6 separate regions of the Mus musculus genome follow, and all the other regions are linked to region 6. Evidence: chromatin contacts called from public promoter capture Hi-C and targeted proximity ligation data. All regions are on one chromosome and are shown on one strand. The core of a region is the stretch at or near the end of the contact, and the rest is flanking DNA. Distances in the headings are between cores, read along the strand shown.

Region 1 (2,700 bases), core at 121-2,620, 280 kb before region 6:
AGGAGAGACTCAGGCGAAGTTTGAAGCAGGGGTGCTTACCGTGCTGGGGTGCGCAATAAGTGAGGGCATGAGGCTGGGTCGAAGACAGCCTGCAGGGACTCACAGTCCTGGAAGGAGAGGTTGTGTGTCTTCTTGACCCCTGGATAAGGGAAATGGTCTCAGGGCTTGGCAACCTCCACTGCCACTGCCTCCACACCCACAGAGGAACTCTTTGGGCAGGCCGCTTGCTCACCATACTTGCAGTGGAGCTGGACCACCAGGTGGCTGTGGCTGCCACTGAGGGAGATACAGCACTTCTCCACAGACTTCTCCACAATTGCCAGAGAGCGGAAGACGGACAGGAAGGCCTGGGCAGGGTAGGACATCAGTCTGGCACACTGCTTCCACGGCCCAGCTCTACATCCCATGTAGGCCCTGGCCCCATCACTGGCCCCACAAAGCTGTGGTGTCTGCACACTCCCATGCTGCCTTGCCCATGCTGGTCTCTTTGCTGGGAAGGGCCACTAACCTTTTCTTGACCAATGTCACCACCCTCTCCACAGATCTTAGATAGCCCTCTACGGTCTAAACATCTTTACCTCACTGCATGTTGCATGGAATAGCTCCCATATGAGACTAACTCCCTAGTCAAACTCATCATTTACTGAGTACCTGGCACAGAGGCACAGCTGTGGAGCTGCTTCAGGTGGCCCTTACCTTCATCAGGATCTTACAGCGCAGCAGGTCCTGACCAGGGGAAGCCGCCTGGTACTGCTGGAAGAAGAGTGGGGCAAAAAGGAAGCAGGCATAGGCAGAACGGGACGAGTTCACAGTCCGTAGGGAGAGCTGAGACACAAAAAGCAGGCAAAATTGCTTTTCCCTTAAGTTACTTTAGCCCCACCTTGCCTGCCACTAGGCGTTCTAGGAAGAGCAAGTACCCTCTGTATAGACATGCAGCCTCAGAAGACTGGGCCCAAGCCGATGTCCGAACAACCCAAGAGATAATAAACTGCGCCGGAATATCTGTCCACCATCCCTGTAAGGCCGAATGAACACCAAGCCTAGGCTCCCCATTCACCATTGAATCCGCCCCCATCCCTGCGTCCCAGTCCCTTACCCCGTCCTTCAAGGGTTCCAGATAGAGCTCGTCCCCGATTCGGGATAGCGAATGGACAGCCTTGCCCAGCACTGCGGGGAGGAGAACAGAAAGTGGTTAGGGGGACTCCTGGGGCTTGCTCACGTGGTCTGCTGCAAGGTAGGTCCAAACTTACCCTTCACGTTGCCCCCGGTGATCAGGCACTTCATAGTACATAAGCACAAAAATCGAGCTTGTTTTGCACACGAACCGGGACGGGATAGGACATATAATGAGTCCCAGCAGCTACTACGACTGCCTAAAGTTCCCTTCCCGCGCACCGTCCCCTCCCCGCTGCCGGCCTGGCCTCCGCTTCCTTATTGGTTCACCCGGGGTTTCTCCGTCACGTGAGAAAAACGTTCCTAAGCTCGGTGTCACGTGATCTAGTCGGTTCATTGGGTGTGGCCCGGGTCACGTGACTGCGGAGGGCTTGCTCCTGTGTCCTTCCTCAGGTCTGATTCTCCCACCCGAACCCGAGCCCTGCACACCCTGCAGAGCTCTGCAGCTCCACTGGGCTGCACTGGGCATAGGTGAAGGGCATACTAGATGGAGGAGCAAGGTGTCTGCACCAAGGATCGAGCTCTGGACCAGAGCCCTAACGTGGGAAGTGTAGACCCTCCCGGGTCGCTAACTTTAGTGTGTGGGGTTACAGGGTCAAATCAAGATAGTCCGCGCTCAATCTGGGCTGGGGATTCTGTTGTGGCAGCAACCACCAGCTCCCCTCAAAAAACGTAACTCGCTTCAAGAGCGATGAGAAGGGGCTGTTCATTTTGCTTTCAGGATCCTTCACTGACCTTCGTAAATACATGGAAAGATGAGAAGGTTCTGGGACAGAAAAGGGTGGAAGGATGGACTTGTCAGAAGGAGGGGCAGAAGCAGAAGCACAATGGGGGTAGGCGAATATGGGTGAATGGGGTGTCCCGAGCCTTGTGCGGTAAGGGGTGGGGAGGCAGAGCTGAAGGGATGAACTGGGAAGCCCTGGGAAGGCTTAAGTACTACGCGGGGTTTGGTTTATGTACATTTTACCAATTACCCAGACAGTGTGGAAGGATGAAGATTTTCAGCTGGGACGCATTCACCTTGCTCTGGGAGGTAGTTCAAATGCCTAGAGCAACCCTTGCCCATCCCCCTGCGGGCCTGTGGGTAGTGGGGAGGGTGTGTTTGTTACCTAGCCCCTCTTTGTTTTTCTAGGCTCCTCTCCCTCTCCAAGTGCTTCTTTCCTAGAGCCTCCGGGGAGGAGGCGGCTTTCCCTTTCCACATCCAAGGCAAGCTGCATACAACGCAGAGGTGTCCAGTTCTCTGTTAGACTGGGAGTTAGGGGATTACCAGCATCCTCTCCTCCTCACTTGCTCACGTCTTCGGTGGATTCTGGCTGCTTCATTTCCCAAACAGATGGCAAAGTGGCCCTCCTTCTGTCTCCACTGTCCTCCTTTCACTGTCCAGACACAGTCCTCAGTGACCCGCCCCCCCCCCCCCCCCCGGTGGGCTTAACTCTCCTGGCAAAGTCCAGTCTCTTGATCAGGAACTTTGAGGATCCAGGTCCCACAGAGGTCTTCACTGTCTCCTACCCCACATGATCACCTATC
Region 2 (3,024 bases), core at 342-2,841, 490 kb before region 6:
CAGCCAAGTTGCAAAGCAGTTCCTATTTGCAAGGCCCTATGGGAGTCATCAGGACCCCAGCAGCTGGAGTGGTGGTGGTTGGGGGGGGGGGGCTTCAGACTGACCATCAAGGCTTCAGGCTGGAGCAGGGCAGGGTCCCTGAAGGAGACAGGGTACTCACCCCCTGCCACCTGCAGGGCTTGGTAAACAGCCCCAAGAGCTGTTGACAAAAGATTCATGGCCTTCTGCATAGGCTTTAGGAAGGTCTCGACCCTCTCTCCGCTGACGCCTCAGACTGCAGAAAGGGCGCCCAGGGCCACACTGCACGCTTCCAGCTCTTCGCCAAAGGACAGCTGGCAGGCCTCGTGAGAACAAAGGTGAGCCACAGGGCTCCACTGTCCCCACAGTGACAGTGCCATGGGGTGGGGGAGGGTAAGAGAGCAGACTCAGGCTAGAGTGTGATCTAAGCAGCTCTGATAAGGTTGCCACCCAGAATGTCCAAACTGTCTTGTAAGCTTGGACCTACAGCGAGAGTGATTTAGTTCCTGCCGGATGTCAGGACATCCTGAAACACAAGGCCTGACCTTGGAGGCCAAGTGCAGTCAGTAGGCATAGTTAATCCGATGGTTCAGTGGGCTGCATGGCTCACTGCCTCTCTCCTCAGCGACCTCTGAACAGTGCTTGCCTCCTGCCAGAGGACAGCTGAGCTCAGTAGGAGGGACAGCTGAGGGTCAGGGAACCAGGACTTCCCCAGGACCCCCACGGAGGTCTCAGGGAATGGAAAGGATCACTCTGTCTTCCAGTTCCAACTGTCCCCTGTGTTCAGTGTACCCTTTGCTCCTCTGCTGAGCCTCAGTTTCCACATCTGTAGACTGGGCCTGAGGGTTGTTTTCCAAAGCAGAGTAAACAAAGTCATTTCAGTTACAGTGTCCTTGAAGGCCATCACAAAGACCAGGCAAAACATTTTGCGGTTTTGTTTGAAGCATCAGTGAGCTGTAAGATTTGAACCTCATAGATCACAGCTTTAAATAGGTGGCTGTGGGCTGCAAAGACAGGCCGGTGCAGGGGAAGGTGGCAGGGAAGAGGACTCCTTTTCCGGTGGCCCCCAAAGTACAGGGCTGCTGTGGCCAAAATCAAGTCACTGCCCACTGTTGTCTGCCTTAAGTAGCCTCAAGGAAAGCACCTCTCTGCATGGATCGGAGTGGACACCAGGCAGGCCTTGTCTACCCTTAAAGGACCAAGCAGTGGACCACCAGTACTCATCAGTGCAAAGCCAAGTCCTTTCTGAGGACTGGGAGACATGGTTCCAAGTCAGGAATCTCTGGGCAAGCGCAGCTTCCAGCAGAAGTCCCCAGAGACCCTTGCAAGTAAAACTGTCCCTTTTCCGGGGGAAAGAGGAGAGGGCAAGGACAGGAACCTGCCCCAGAGACCTGGACCCATTAAGCTGATGGGAGTGGGGGCGGAGCTTAGGGGATAGGGGTGGGGCCCTGCGAACTTTGGCTGCTTGGCTCCCAGCCCAGCCTCCCGCCTCCAGTTCTCCGCCTACTTGGAACAAACACTTCCTGCCTGGGACCTGCGGGCCTATAAATACAGCCTCCTAGGGGGTGGACACATTAGGCCTGTGGCCTAGGGAAGCCCAGGCTCGTACCAGCAGGTAAGAGGCTCTGGCAGAGGCTCCCGACCAGTTCAGAGGAGGGTGCAGAGGTGGCCTGAAATCCAGACACTTGCTGCACAGCTTAGGGGGTGACAGTCTTCTCCCCCTGGAAAGCTAGGCATTGGCTTTACCATCTATAAAATAGTTCTGTGGTGACAGTCGTGTGGGTGGGAACAGTCGACCTTCTGAATGTCTGAGTCCCCCTTCTCAGCTTAGGTCCTCAGAGAGAAAAGTGGGGAGAGCGACACTCACCCTCAGAACATTCCAGAAGAGGGACTGAGGTTGCAAGGGGGAACAAAAATTTGGCTGCTGGTGTCTTGAACTTGGCTTCTGGGTACAGGTGGGTCACAGTTGGCATCCCCCTGCCTCAGACTCTTCTGTGGGGAGCTCACCCTACTGTTCAGGCTCTGGATACTTAGATTCCACATCTCTTGTGCAGTTCTTCCCCACACTGGGAGATGTCCTCCCTACCTGGGTCCCGGGAGCCCCTGCTCCGTGTGGCTGTGACTGGAGGCACCCACGGGAATGAGATGTGTGGTGTCTACCTGGCCCGGTACTGGCTACAGAACCCAGGGGAGCTGCAGAGACCCAGCTTCTCAGCCATGCCGGTTCTGGCCAACCCAGCAGCCACAGCTGCCTGTTGCCGTTACCTGGACCGTGATCTCAACCGCTCCTGCACCCTCACCTTCCTTGGGTGAGTACCCTCAGCCAGGCTGGCCGGTCCACAGCCAGGTACTAGCATCCCTACAGACTGGTCACAGTGGCTAGCAAGGCATCTCTGTCTTTTCTCAATGACCATATGGTTTAGCGAGATCCAGATCAATGTCACCTCTTCCAGGAAGTCTGCCCAGTAGGCCAGACTCTTACCAGCTGAAGTGAGACATACATGGGGAACAGGACCAACATGTCAGCTTCAGGTTACTGGAGGCACAGAAAAAGACTGGGGTGAAGGTGGGACTACATGGAGCATCCAGCCTGACCAAGAGAAGTCAGGGAAGGCTTCTTGTAGGAGGTGGCATCCAGCTAATCTCCCCCCTCCCCCACCAAAGGTGAGAAGTTAGCCAAGGAAAGGGAGACTGAGATGATGGGGACTGATGTCCCCCATTCCTTTCCCCACAGTTCCACCGCTACCCCTGATGACCCCTATGAAGTGAAAAGAGCCCGAGAGTTGAACCAGCTGCTGGGTCCCAAGGGCACAGGCCAGGCTTTTGACTTTACCCTAGACCTGCACAACACCACAGCAAACACTGGAGTCTGCCTCATCTCTGAATCCAACATCTCCTTCAACTTGCACCTGTGCCACTACCTACAGGTGGTCCCTAGGGGGCAGGAAGGAGGGCGGGGAGGGGGCAGAGGGACCAGTGCCACCTGAGGTACTCCAGGCTCGCCTT
Region 3 (2,741 bases), core at 26-2,525, 380 kb after region 6:
GGTACTGCTAGGCAGGAATCTGACATTGGCCAAGGACAAGGAAACAAGCCTCAATCTTTAGGTTGTAATAGGGAAGCAGGACAAGGCAGAAACTCCAATCTCGGGGTGGTACAAAAGAAGCAGGCCCTGGGCAAGATCCAGGCTTTTGGCCTGTCATGCATGTCACTACTGGAGTGGATGTAGCAGTCTACATAGGCCCTGTTTTGAAGACAAACAAACCAAGGGAACTGTCTTAAAGACTTCAAAAAACTCCTTCATATATACATACCCTGCACACTCCTCACGTACACACAAGATTTCTGTGACAAGGCTGATTTTAACCGCTTTAGATAACATACGACAGCTCCTTCAATGAGCTGAGGATAATTTTTGCCTCTCCGATACAAAACCAATGGATTTTTGTATCCAAGCAGTTTATGGACATTTCCCTTTCAATAATAAAAAACCCTCCTTTCCGGTCCCTCTCCAAGTGTGCAGAGGCTTACGAGAATGCATCTTGGTTTATGATTCAATTTGTTATTCCCTCATACATTTTTACACTTTGGAGATTTTTTTCCCACCCTCTGTTTTCAGTTGTGACGCTGTCCCTTGGCAGTCCTGGAACACAGTGCTTTTAAGTGATTTACGGTACGATCCACCCTTTGCACAGCTTTGTTGATTATATAGATGTCTTTTAAGCCTCACAACAGCCAGACTCATGTAGCCTACGCTCAAATTCTCTTAGGTATCCAAGAATGACCTTGAACTTCAGAACTTTCTGTCTCTTCCTGAGTGCCTCACCAGGCTAGGTTTATTCCGTGCTCGGGGATGGTACACAGGGCATTTGTGAGAGCTAGGCAAACACTAGCCACTGAACTACCTACATCCTCTGGTCCCACAACCCATAATATTACTGACCGTCTGGTGAATGACAATAGGTGCCTCAAAGGTGAGATCACACCGTGAAGGCAGGCTGAGGAACCAATTGTTTGGGTTCACCTCTTATCAGAGTCATCTGTAAGCTTCTTTTTCTTTATCTACGCAATGGGACTGCACTGACCTCACAGGTCTGCCATGGTTAAAAGGATCTGGCTTTTCCTGCGTAAGATAGAAAAGGGCGTAGATTCTTATTTTATTGTCAACCTAGTGTCCTCTCCCCTCACTCCACCCTCTCCACCCCCCCACCCACCCCCCCCCGCATCCCGCACCCCGTGGTCCACGTGCCTCGCGTAAATAAGCGAGCGCGCAAGCGCCAGGAATCGGTGCCCATTGGCCGCCCCGGCGTTCTCCAACGTTGTAGGGAAACTCTCTGTGGCCTCTGACAGCAGGCTCCGCCTCGGGTCTCTTGATCCGTGTGTTTGTGGGTCAGTGAATCCGGGCGAGCAGCTTCGACCTCGCTATGGCGCCCCTACTGCAGCTTCTGTGGCTGCTGACACTGCTCTCGACTGTGGCCCTGAGCCCCGTCCCCGCCAAGCCCTGGGCAGATGACGAGCAGGCCTGGAACTTGTCGTCCCAGGAGCTGCTGGCCCCCGCCCGCTTCGCGCTGGACATGTACAATTACGGCCGTGCTGCGGGGACAAGGGCCGTGCTAGGAGCGGTGCGCGGACGCGTCCGCCGGGTGAGGACGCGCGGGGAGCGGGCGCGGGGCCTGGGCCCAGGAATGGTGCAAGGTGGAGTTTGGCTTAAATTTGGGATGATGGCCAGGACAGGGGAGGGAAGGACCTGTTTAGACCTGTATCCGGTAGGGAGGCACAGATGGGCAATGGTCTCCTAAGAGGAGTAAAGGGGGAGGGGATGGCTGGGCCAGCCCCAACTTCTTCTCCATCCAGGCCGGCCAGGGCTCTCTGTTCTCCCTGGAAGCCACACTAGAGGAGCCACCTTGCAATGATCCCCTGGTGTGCCCACTGCCTGAGACGAAGAAAACAGTGGTGAGTGAAGAGGTCAGCTATTGTTGGCCCTAGCTGGCAAACAATTGGAATGGTGGGTCCTGTCGAGGCATTGGTTACTCCTGAGATACCAAGTTAGAGACCAAGATGCTCTGAAAGGGTGGGTGTTGGGGTGCTGGGTGTCTGCTGCTGGCCTCCCTCTTTCACCAAGTTATGACTGCCTTCCATGTGGCTCTCCTTTGAGGAACTTCTAGCTGCTCTTGCCAGGACCTTGTTTCAAACTGTCCCAAGACCGTCTTCTTTCTATGCCTCCAGCTCTGCAGTTTTGAAGTCCTGGAAGAGCTAAAAGAACACTTGCTGCTGAGGAGGGACTGTAGCCCAGTGAATGCCAAGGTCACAGGTGCTGGGATTGCTCAAGGAGACTGGGAGAGCCCAGACCATACTTGAGTCAGAATCCAGCCTTAATTACTTCTCTGTTCCGACCCTATCCAGAGTTTAGAAATGCGACTTTCAGCTCATTCCTTCCATTGTTGGACAAGGATCCCCTGCCCCAGGTGAAGACCCTGTGTCGAGGAGAGACAAAGGCCCCTTAATCCTCTTTCCCTTCTCTTCTCTTTCTCTGCACGCCCCTTCTCTCTCTTCCCCCTCACTTCCTCTTCCCATAGTGACTTCCCTGTCTTGGTCCTCCAGGGTAGAGCTCAGTCAGCTCACTGGGGTCTGGCTGGACTTGTAAGTGAACATCCTTCCGCCTTCCTAGGACTTCTCTGTGAAGATGGCTCCACTCTTCAAGGACTTCATGACCACCTATAACCGGACTTATGAATCAAGGGAAGGTAGGCCCCAGCCTTGTCATCTGTCTCCGTCAGGCCTGGGCCT
Region 4 (2,700 bases), core at 102-2,601, 470 kb after region 6:
CTGGACTAGGGAGGCTCACCCCAGAACGATGAGTTCACCATACTTGATGGGCTCCTCGCCTGCCAGTGCTTCTTCACCAGGACAAGACAGGATGCAAGAGCCCTGGCTCCCCGGGTGCTGGAGGTCTGAGGTCCGGGGGGATCCCACGTCAGGGTTTCCTTCCAGCACCATTCTGAGCACAGTGGGAGAAGAGAAAAGAACCTTGCAACTTCCCACCCCAGCTCCTCTCAGGCTCTGGCTAGACACAAGGCAAGAATGGTCCGTCAACACTTGTTATTATAACTACTTCCTTTCCCCCAAATGGTGAGGTTGCTGGGATACCAAGGAGGGAGACTGGTGAGACAAGACCAAGAAACAAATGGCAAAATCAGAGTCAGAGTGTTTGGTCGGTTAGAGCAATATACCAACTTTGGATGGAATGTGTTTGGCAGAGGGGCAGCCAGGACTTAAGAGACCTCTAGACTCAGACTTAATTCCTGGCTTAAGCTCTTAACCCCAAGACCTCAGTTAAGCTCTCTGTCAGGTTCTTGGGTGTCTGTCTTCATTCTAATCTTATTGCCCTTTTTGCAGCAGGTCTAGGCCTCTGTCAGTCTGTCTGTTCTCAATGACTCTCTGTCCTCCCAGCACGTCCTTTTCTGCCTGTTCTCGCCCCACTCCGGTCCCTACTTCTATCCTTCCTCTATCTGTCTGCCTTTGTCTTACCACCCACCTGACTCAGTCTCCCTATCTTAGCCTGGCAATGCAGGCAGGCCTCCAGATCCCTCCCTCCCTCAGGTGTCTGTCTGTGGTCCTCAGGCCGCTTAGGTCTCTGGAGGCCTGTGGGGGCGGCGCTCCCCAGTCGGGCACCTCCTGCAGCAGAGTCAGTCGCCCGCAGGCTGTTAACAGCCCCAACGTTGGAAGGTCTGCGCAGAGGCAGGCCTGCACCCCGTGCTCGGGAAGGGCACAATGACAGCATACGCAGATACACACCAGGCGGCCCCTCACAAATACGCGCGCGCACGCTGTCAGTCCCGCGGGCAGTGCCTAGACTGGCACAGCATACCCAAGAACTCCTACGGCAGAGACGCGCCTCCGCGCTAACAGCCACAGGCGCCAGCCCTCAGACCCGCTCTCTTAACCCCGCCACCCCCAGATACTCAAACACGCCCCCAACGCACGCCCAACACAGCCCCCCGCCCCCCACCTCGCCAGCCTCACCTGGCGGCGTTCTGGGGCTCTCTGTGTGCTGCTGGCCCCCACCCGCCTCACCTCTACTGCGCCCCGGGACTGCCGCGGCGGGATGGGCCCGGCCCGCGGCTGCTCGGTGCAGCCTCGTCACGGGGACACCCGAGGCCCGGAGGAGGGAGGGATGTGCACACAAACCTCCACGCCCCACCCCTTGCCCCACGCCCCGCCCCGGCTCCGCCCCTAGAGGCCCCACCTTACCCCGAGGCTCCGCCTCCTGCGGCTTAAGCCTGGCTGTAGTCTGGGAAGCCAAAGAGGTTGTCTACAAGACCCCTCTCTTATTCCAGGCTCCGGACACCTCACCCTCATTCTGGGGTCTTCTAGGTTCTCCCCGAGACCGGAGCCTCCTTTCACACAGTAATCTAGAGGCTCCTTTTCCCAACCTAAGACTAGCGACTGCCCACCCGCTGCTCCAAGACCCCGCCTCCTTTATGGGGAAATCTCGGAATTACAGAGAAGCCCAGAGCAAACAGAGGGAAGGAAACTACTAGAAGAGGCGGAGGAAGGTGCATCACCCGTGGAGGCTGAGGAAAGCCACTGCGGTTGTCTCGAGTGCAGATCTGTCTTTCAGTTCAGCGCGACCACTTTCTCTCTGTGCAACAATCAGTGAGCTCTGGCCTCCTTGGTGTCCAGAGACATGAATCACTGACCTCCCCTCCCAACAGCATGCTTCTATCCTTTGCAAAGCCTCAAAGGAAAGCCCACTTTGGGGTGCTCGGTCCCTCAGGGCCACAGGCTTTCTTCTGTCAGTACCAGGCTCTCTGGGTTGAATTTGGGCAAATTAAGTCCTGTAATCCTTGGAAGGCGGGTACGATAATTGTGGCCTGTCACCCCTGTCCCCGATGCCACAAAACAGATTTACAGAAATGGCTTGCTACAAAGGAACCAAGAGAGGATCTGGCCCATGGCTTCATACACCTTGATAAACACTTTACCACTTACCAACATCTCCAGCCCTTGAACGACTCATTATTTTTTTTATATTAAATCTATTTTCATGTATATGAGTATTTTGCTTCCGTGTATGGTTGTGCACCACTTGTATGCCTACCTGGTGCCAACAGAGGCCAGAAACTCGAATTCTCTGGGACTGGAGTTACAAACAGTTGTGAGCCACCATGCCAGTGCTAAGTATCAAACCCAGAGCTGGGCAGTGGTGGCGCAAGCCTTTAATCCCAGCACTTGGGAGGCAGAGGCAGGCGGATTTCTGAGTTCAAGGCCAGCCTGGTCTACAGAGTGAGTTACAGGACAGCCAGGACTATACAGAGAAACCCTGTCTAATAATAATAATAATAATAATAATAATAATAATAATAATAAAAACCCAGGCTCTCTGAAAGAGCAAGCAGCCATTGCACTTAGCCACTGAGCCATCTCTAGTCCCCTTACTTTGTTTGCTTGTTTGTTAGTTTTGAGAGTCTCACTGTATACCCCTGAATGGCCTGGAGCTCACCATGTACATCATCAGACTAGCCT
Region 5 (2,902 bases), core at 131-2,630, 320 kb after region 6:
GCAGCTTGTAGTGGTGCAGGTTGCGTATGGCATCCTCAGCGGCCGTCTTGTCCTCTATGTGCACAAAGCCATAATTCTTAATGATGTCACATTCCAGCACCTTCCCGTACTGCTCGAAGAGTGAGCGGATCTCCTGCTCTGTGGCCTCCCGGGGCAGATTTCCAATGAACAGCTTCACCATCTCCACACAGCCTGCAAGTAGAGAAACAAGATTTTTAGGAGAAGACCTCAAGTCCATAGCAACTGTTAAAAAAAGGGAAAAAAAAAATCAAATAAATAAATGGCTCCCATCATCTCCTTTCACTTTAGCACATAGTCCCAAAAGTTTTCTCCTACAGGCATGCTCTTACATCTCCAATCAGTAACAAATGTGGAGTTCAACAAGAGCCTGCTTCTATTTCTCACAAGAAGTTCTATAAAGAGGAAAAATGTAACAAGGCAGACTTTTGTAGACAAAGGGGATTTTGCGGTGTGGCTCCAACCTACAGCACGGTACATTATAGGCAAGTATTCCGCCACTGAGTTACACTTCCCCTGCCCCAGACAAAGGAATAACGCTCTAAGTTTTCAGCATAAATAAAAAAAATGCTACAGGTACTGAGAGCTACTCACTTTGACATTTGAAAACAAGATTCTAACTACTAGACTTGCTAATTATAATTACTTCAAATTAGCTCTTCCTCTCTTAGCAACCATTTCCGGAAAAGTGGGAATTTCACTCGGAGTAGTGAGTTCCGGGATCAACCAGATAAAAAGCAGGGAAATATAGAAAATGCCCGAGTAGGAGGAGTCCTCTGGGGTGGGGGTGGGGGTGGGGCATGTCATTACAGGCTCCTACAGAAGAACTGGTCAAAGACTGGTGCTACAGTTTGGTGAGGAAGCCAACAATGCCCAGGGCATGACAGATTCTCCAGCCTAAATCTAAGATTTATCTAGGTGGAAACCCCAAAGAAGATTGAGCAAAGCAGAGGGTAAGGTGGACAAAAGAAAGCTATTCCGGGAGTAGAGAACGAGGACTTGGAGGAAGGTTGTTTCAGGCTTACCGCACTAAGTCGAGGACCGATGTCGGCTCTCAGGGACGGGTGCGCAGACCGCAACCCCACTATGCCAACCCTGACACCCACCGGAGTCAGGTAAGTTTTTTTAACAGAGAAAAGAACACAGTGGAAGAACGTGGAGTATCTCACCGCATGGATACCTGCAGGTCCTCCTCCTTGCAGCGCGGACGGTTCTGACAAAACGCTAAAATGGCGGCGGCCACAGCAGTGACTCTGGGTAGAAAGAGGGGTGAACCTACCCACCGGATTGGCCGTTCGGTAAAGTAAAAGGCTGGCGTTCCCGGAGATCCTCTTCCTGATTGGTTACCCGGAACGCCAATTACCTGAGAGGCCAGGAAGAGGTGGAAACGTCAGTAACCTGGACCTTTTATATGAAAGCCAATGAGCACCCAGCCTAGTGAAACTGAAGCCACTGATTGGGCAAGAGGTCCATCTGAAGGTGGAGCTAGAAACGCGGAATTCTTCAAAGCGCGGCCAGCCATTAGGCAGAATGAACAAGGTGCCGTGCGTCAGTGGGGCAACCTGTAGCTTCGTGGCTCCCAACTTTGTTAAGCTTTCACATTTTGTCACTTACACGTGCACATCCTGACAAAATTCAAGTTCTGTCACCACAATTCCGCACCGGTCCCTAGCTGAGCGTCACCACGCCCCGCAACGTGGATATTGCATCAGTCAACCTACCCAGACCTCCCGGCGATAGCCAAGCTCCCGCCCCTACTTAAAAAGCAACCCCCACTTTCCAATGTAGTCCTTCTGAGTCTCAAGTTACCAAAATTATAAGTATCTTTATGTAATTTTAAAACTCTAAAACAGTCAGTGGATCCAGCTTCGATAACAGTTCAATGGCCCAGACAATAGGGTGGTCAGAGACGTAGGAGACACAGGGGTTAAGGTTCCCTTTAGGAAACAGCCTCCCACCTCCCCAAAAGGTGTGAAAAACAGAGATTGAAAATCGACACCCCATCCCACCCCAACTTCACCCCGCCAAGAGAAGAAACAAAAAACAAAACAAAAAACGGGAACAGCAATTTTTGATTTTGTTTGGTTTTATTGGGCTCCATTAGCCAAAACTAAGTTTAAATTCCCTAAAACTGACCTTGGAAAAAAGGCTTGTGACAATCAGCTGTAAACAAGTACAAACGAACATTCTTCACAGGGTCCAAATTCCCTCATCACATTTTTCTCACCCACTGGCTGCTTCACATAATCCCATACTCATTGAGCAAGCAACTTTAGTCATGACCCTCTGCAACGCAGCTTCTTAAGATGGAGATAACCGGGAAAGGTGCTGAATGGAGAACTTAAAGGTGAACAGGCAGAAAGCAGGGGGAACTTCATGAGAACAGGATGATTGGGAGTAAAATAACAAATAGAGCATACTACCTCCCAAAACTGCCACAAAAGAAAGAAAAAGTCAAACAAAAGGCAGAGACAGAAAATAAGCTACTGGATTCTATAGCAGAAAATTAGTCTATAATTTAAGGCTAGGAAATAGGCCCCTTAAAAAGTAACAATATGACATTAAATATGGCCATGGCTTCATTCTGCAGCACCTGAGACTGAGTAAAAGCCACCTGAGATCTGTAATACAAGTTCTGCTGTCCTGCACAGGCCCTTTCAGAGGGGATCTAAAATGCACAGCCACATCTCAATATGCACCCAGAAATGCATAGGGTATAGAAATCATTTTCTCTCAGTTTAATCATCTTTCTTATGCCAAAATTCCTGGAGGTTGGGGTTACAGTAGCAAACAAGACCAATTCACTCCACTAAACTGGACTGGCTCCCGGTCTGAAGGGGAAGAGCCTGCTAACAAGCCAAGGGAACCACTATCCCCACAGTGT
Region 6 (2,824 bases), core at 148-2,647:
CCCCAGACACCCGCAGGAACCACAGTGCAGACTGGCTGGGGGTGGGTGACAGCTGACACTGGGCACCTACTATGTGCCAGCATAGTATCAGGGGGGACTTGCCTTGTGCTCAGGAAATGCCCCCAGAGAGTCCAGGGTTCCCTGTCAGCCCTGGAAATGTAGGGAGGGGTGGCCTAGCAGCTGAGACTCCAGCCCTTCAAGGTGTGAAAAGTGACTTGCCCCATCCAAGTCACTAGCAAGCACTTAGTAGGATGAAGCCAGGTTTGGACCCCAGGCTGGGAGGTCCCACTCTTCTGGGCTGCTTGAGAAAGATTTCACATTGCTCAGAGAGGACTGGAAATGGGGGTTGGGGTTGGGATTGGGGGTGGGGTGGGGTGAGGTGAGTGTATAATTGTAATTGTCCTGGCCTTACTGGGTGCATTGTTAACACCTAGGTGGGTTTCCTTCCCTTGCCTTTCTTAGTTTCTAATAAGGACTACTTCTGAGGCTCTGCAAACTCTGCACCCTGGCTAAACAGCTCAGGTGCTTGTTTCCCAGGTTCTTCTCAACGGATTTGTCCCCATCAACTGTAAGGCGAGACAGTCTTTTAGCAGCACCATGCCCACCAAAGAGAAAGGCTCAGGGCTCCTTCACCTACAATGCCGTTTACTGCCCCCATGTTCAGCTCCCGTCTATACACAGCTTCGAGTGAAGCTCAAGGAACCCTTAGGTTCTTCCCGTAGGCCTCCTGGAGAAGAGATGCGACGCGCCCCCTACGATGCAGATCCTCATACCCTCACACCACACTGGAATTTTGGGAGGGGGCACTGGCCAGGGACCCCCAACGGGATGTAAGGTCAGGGGCAGTTAGGACAGCCAAGGTGTTGAGTGTGAAGGTGAGGGGTGTGTGCGGTGTGCGAGCTCAGGGGAGGTGTGTAAACAGCCGGGTGAACCGCGTGTGTGCACATGGGGGCCGGGCGAGCTGGCGCCAGGCGATGCGCAGTGCGCGGAGTGGCTGGGCCGGGGAAGGGCGCCGGGCGTGCTCTGTGCCCCGCGTTGGTGTGCCAGCGCAGCGCGGGGGTGCAGACGTACGGAGTGTGAGGGGCCCCGGGTTTCGGGCTTAAGAAGAGGGACTGAGTGCGTCCGCCCGTCCATGCCCAGGGCGCTTGTGCCTGCCGCGCTCTGTGTGGGGGCCAGGGTGCCTACTCACCCGGGGTTCCGCGGAGGGGACGCGGGTCCGACTCCTGGTTCTATCTCTGCTCCCACGCTGGCCTCCCGCAGTTGGCTCTCACAGGCGCTCGGCCGCCCGCTGCTACGCCACCCCTGCAGTGTAGCGGGGCGCTCGTCTCCTGCTGGAGCCTCGCCTCACCGATGGGGGCTCCGCGGGGCCCGGCGGCCGAATGGAGCAGCGCCGCAGTCCGGGCACGCTCCCAGGAGCCCGCCGCGCGCTCCCTCGCGCTCGCCCGCCCGCTCGCCTGCTCCTTCTTGAATTTAAAGTGACAACCCCGAGCGCTCTCTCTACTCCAAGGAGCAGAGCAGCGCTGCGAGGATCTAGTCGGAGATCCCCAAGCGCGTGAGGGTCCTGGGGGGGGGGGGGGCAGCCAAGTTGGACCCTGGGATCGCAGGCTTGTGGATGTGTTGGGTAGGGAACCCTGTGCTCACCAGGGGCGCACCCCACTCCCTTTATGTTGTTCTCCTTCTAGGCCTCAGTTTCTTTATCTGTAAAACGGACTCAAGAGAGTCACACACACACACACACACTCACAAAATCAGACCAGCGAGCAGCGCAGCCAGCAGTATTCCCTTCTCTGAATGGCTGATATTTCCTTCCATGATTGAGTTGTGATTGTACGCTATACCAGTCCAGGTCACTTACCGACATCATCTTTTGTAATCTCTGCAATGACCTCATCGGCGGCCACTCCATTTATTTATTTATTTTTTTTGAGATAAGGCCCAGGGTGGATATGAAGGCCAAATGACTTCAAAGTCTTTTTTTTTTTTTTTTTTTTTTTTTTTTTTTTTTTTTTTTTAGAGAGAGAGAGAGGGAGAATGGGAGAATGAATCACTTTATAGCCCTAGCTGTCCTGGAAATCACTAAGTAGATCAGGCTGGCCTTGCTCGAACTCACAGAGATATCAGCCTCTGTCTCCCAATTGCTGGGACTAAAGGCATGTGCCACCACACCTGACTTTCTTTTTTAACCTCTTAAGGGTCATACTTTCTCTTCCAAGGAATGAATGAATCATTCAGGAGATATTTATGACGCTCTCACCCAGGCTCTCGGCACAGTGCCAGGCGTGGGCGATCTTCCGGGAACAAGGGACAGGTCCCCTCCCTGCCCGCGCAGTCTGGCAGGAAGATAAGTCGGGTATTAGGAGAGGCTGGGTGTTGCCCTTCAGGAGGGGGCGGCGGGGCACCTGTTCTGGACACAGTGACCAGAACAGCGAGCTGGGAAGACACCTGACTAGGCCTCCAGGAGGATCTGGAGTCTGGGAGAGAAGTTGACAATCTCATGGAGAGCCAATACCAAAAGGCTGGGTTGTCTGAGAGTAGTGTGGAGAGCAGACAGACAAGCTTGGTCCAGAAAACCAAAGGGAGGTTGCAACTTCACCCTCACCTATAGGGGGCACCATCATTTTCTGGACCTGAAAAAGAAGTGAGTTCTGTCTTGGAGCTAGGGATTGGACCATGGACATTTGGTGCCATTTCCCATTTAACTAACCTTCAAGGCTACTTATAGCTTTGGCAAGACTGAACCCATTTTCGTTTTTAATTTTTTTTTTTTTTTTTTAAGAGTGCTTCCTGGGCAGCGGTGGCACACGCTTTTTTTTTTTTTTTTAAA

The links. Promoter capture Hi-C pulls out the DNA fragments that hold promoters and counts their contacts. Capture Hi-C pulls out chosen DNA fragments and counts their contacts.
Region 1: a contact with region 6 is called in a promoter capture Hi-C map of pancreatic islet. A contact is called at or near these places in 1 of 39 promoter capture datasets (liver), 1 of 130 datasets of targeted methods (pancreatic cancer cells) and 2 of 9 other capture datasets (liver and pancreatic islet).
Region 2: a contact with region 6 is called in a targeted proximity ligation map of pancreatic cancer cells. A contact is called at or near these places in 1 of 39 promoter capture datasets (pre-B cells) and 1 of 130 datasets of targeted methods (pancreatic cancer cells).
Region 3: a contact with region 6 is called in a promoter capture Hi-C map of liver, with 2.9 times the contacts expected there. A contact is called at or near these places in 10 of 39 promoter capture datasets (the 3T3-L1 cell line, the C10 cell line, the HPC-7 cell line and 6 more), 6 of 130 datasets of targeted methods (the NIH/3T3 cell line, craniofacial prominence, embryonic stem cells and 3 more) and 2 of 9 other capture datasets (liver and pancreatic islet).
Region 4: a contact with region 6 is called in a promoter capture Hi-C map of second pharyngeal arch cranial neural crest. A contact is called at or near these places in 9 of 39 promoter capture datasets (the C10 cell line, the HPC-7 cell line, HPC-7-derived erythroid cells and 7 more), 2 of 484 Hi-C or Micro-C datasets (embryonic stem cells and nephron progenitors), 2 of 130 datasets of targeted methods (embryonic midbrain and pancreatic cancer cells) and 1 of 9 other capture datasets (embryonic stem cells).
Region 5: a contact with region 6 is called in a promoter capture Hi-C map of neural stem cells. A contact is called at or near these places in 3 of 39 promoter capture datasets (the SN4741 cell line, neural stem cells and second pharyngeal arch cranial neural crest), 3 of 130 datasets of targeted methods (the NIH/3T3 cell line, bone marrow-derived macrophages and embryonic forebrain) and 1 of 9 other capture datasets (adipose tissue).

What each region holds. Positions count from the first base shown.
Region 1 is chr19:4,200,233-4,202,932 of GRCm38.p6, forward strand. It overlaps Rad9a (RAD9 checkpoint clamp component A), which reads right to left and starts at 1,371. Exons shown (of 11, transcript NM_011237.2): 1 at 1,251-1,371; 2 at 1,097-1,167; 3 at 697-825; 4 at 233-347; 5 at 40-139. The coding sequence starts at 1,284. Gm30082 (a long non-coding RNA gene) reads left to right here and starts at 1,476. Exons shown (of 4, transcript XR_388289.3): 1 at 1,476-1,566; 2 at 1,895-2,006; 3 at 2,152-2,206; 4 at 2,306-2,700.
Region 2 is chr19:3,984,979-3,988,002 of GRCm38.p6, forward strand. Acy3 (aspartoacylase (aminoacylase) 3) reads left to right here and starts at 1,592. Exons shown (of 8, transcript NM_001302479.1): 1 at 1,592-1,633; 2 at 1,845-1,973; 3 at 2,073-2,327; 4 at 2,753-2,945. The coding sequence starts at 2,092. Gm52386 (a long non-coding RNA gene) reads right to left here and starts at 783. Exons shown (of 3, transcript XR_003952881.1): 1 at 161-783.
Region 3 is chr19:4,853,890-4,856,630 of GRCm38.p6, forward strand. It overlaps Ctsf (cathepsin F), which reads left to right and starts at 1,276. Exons shown (of 14, transcript NM_019861.2): 1 at 1,276-1,597; 2 at 1,809-1,907; 3 at 2,181-2,265; 4 at 2,358-2,419; 5 at 2,623-2,698. The coding sequence starts at 1,379.
Region 4 is chr19:4,941,741-4,944,440 of GRCm38.p6, forward strand. It overlaps Peli3 (pellino 3), which reads right to left and starts at 1,352. Exons shown (of 7, transcript NM_172835.3): 1 at 1,198-1,352; 2 at 20-172. The coding sequence starts at 171.
Region 5 is chr19:4,792,629-4,795,530 of GRCm38.p6, forward strand. Rbm4 (RNA binding motif protein 4) reads right to left here and starts at 1,381. Exons shown (of 4, transcript NM_001290122.1): 1 at 1,188-1,381; 2 at 1-192. The coding sequence starts at 181. Gm21992 (predicted gene 21992) reads right to left here. Exons shown (of 3, transcript NR_157185.1): 2 at 1,188-1,381.
Region 6 is chr19:4,475,746-4,478,569 of GRCm38.p6, forward strand. Syt12 (synaptotagmin XII) reads right to left here and starts at 1,398. Exons shown (of 8, transcript NM_134164.5): 1 at 1,190-1,398.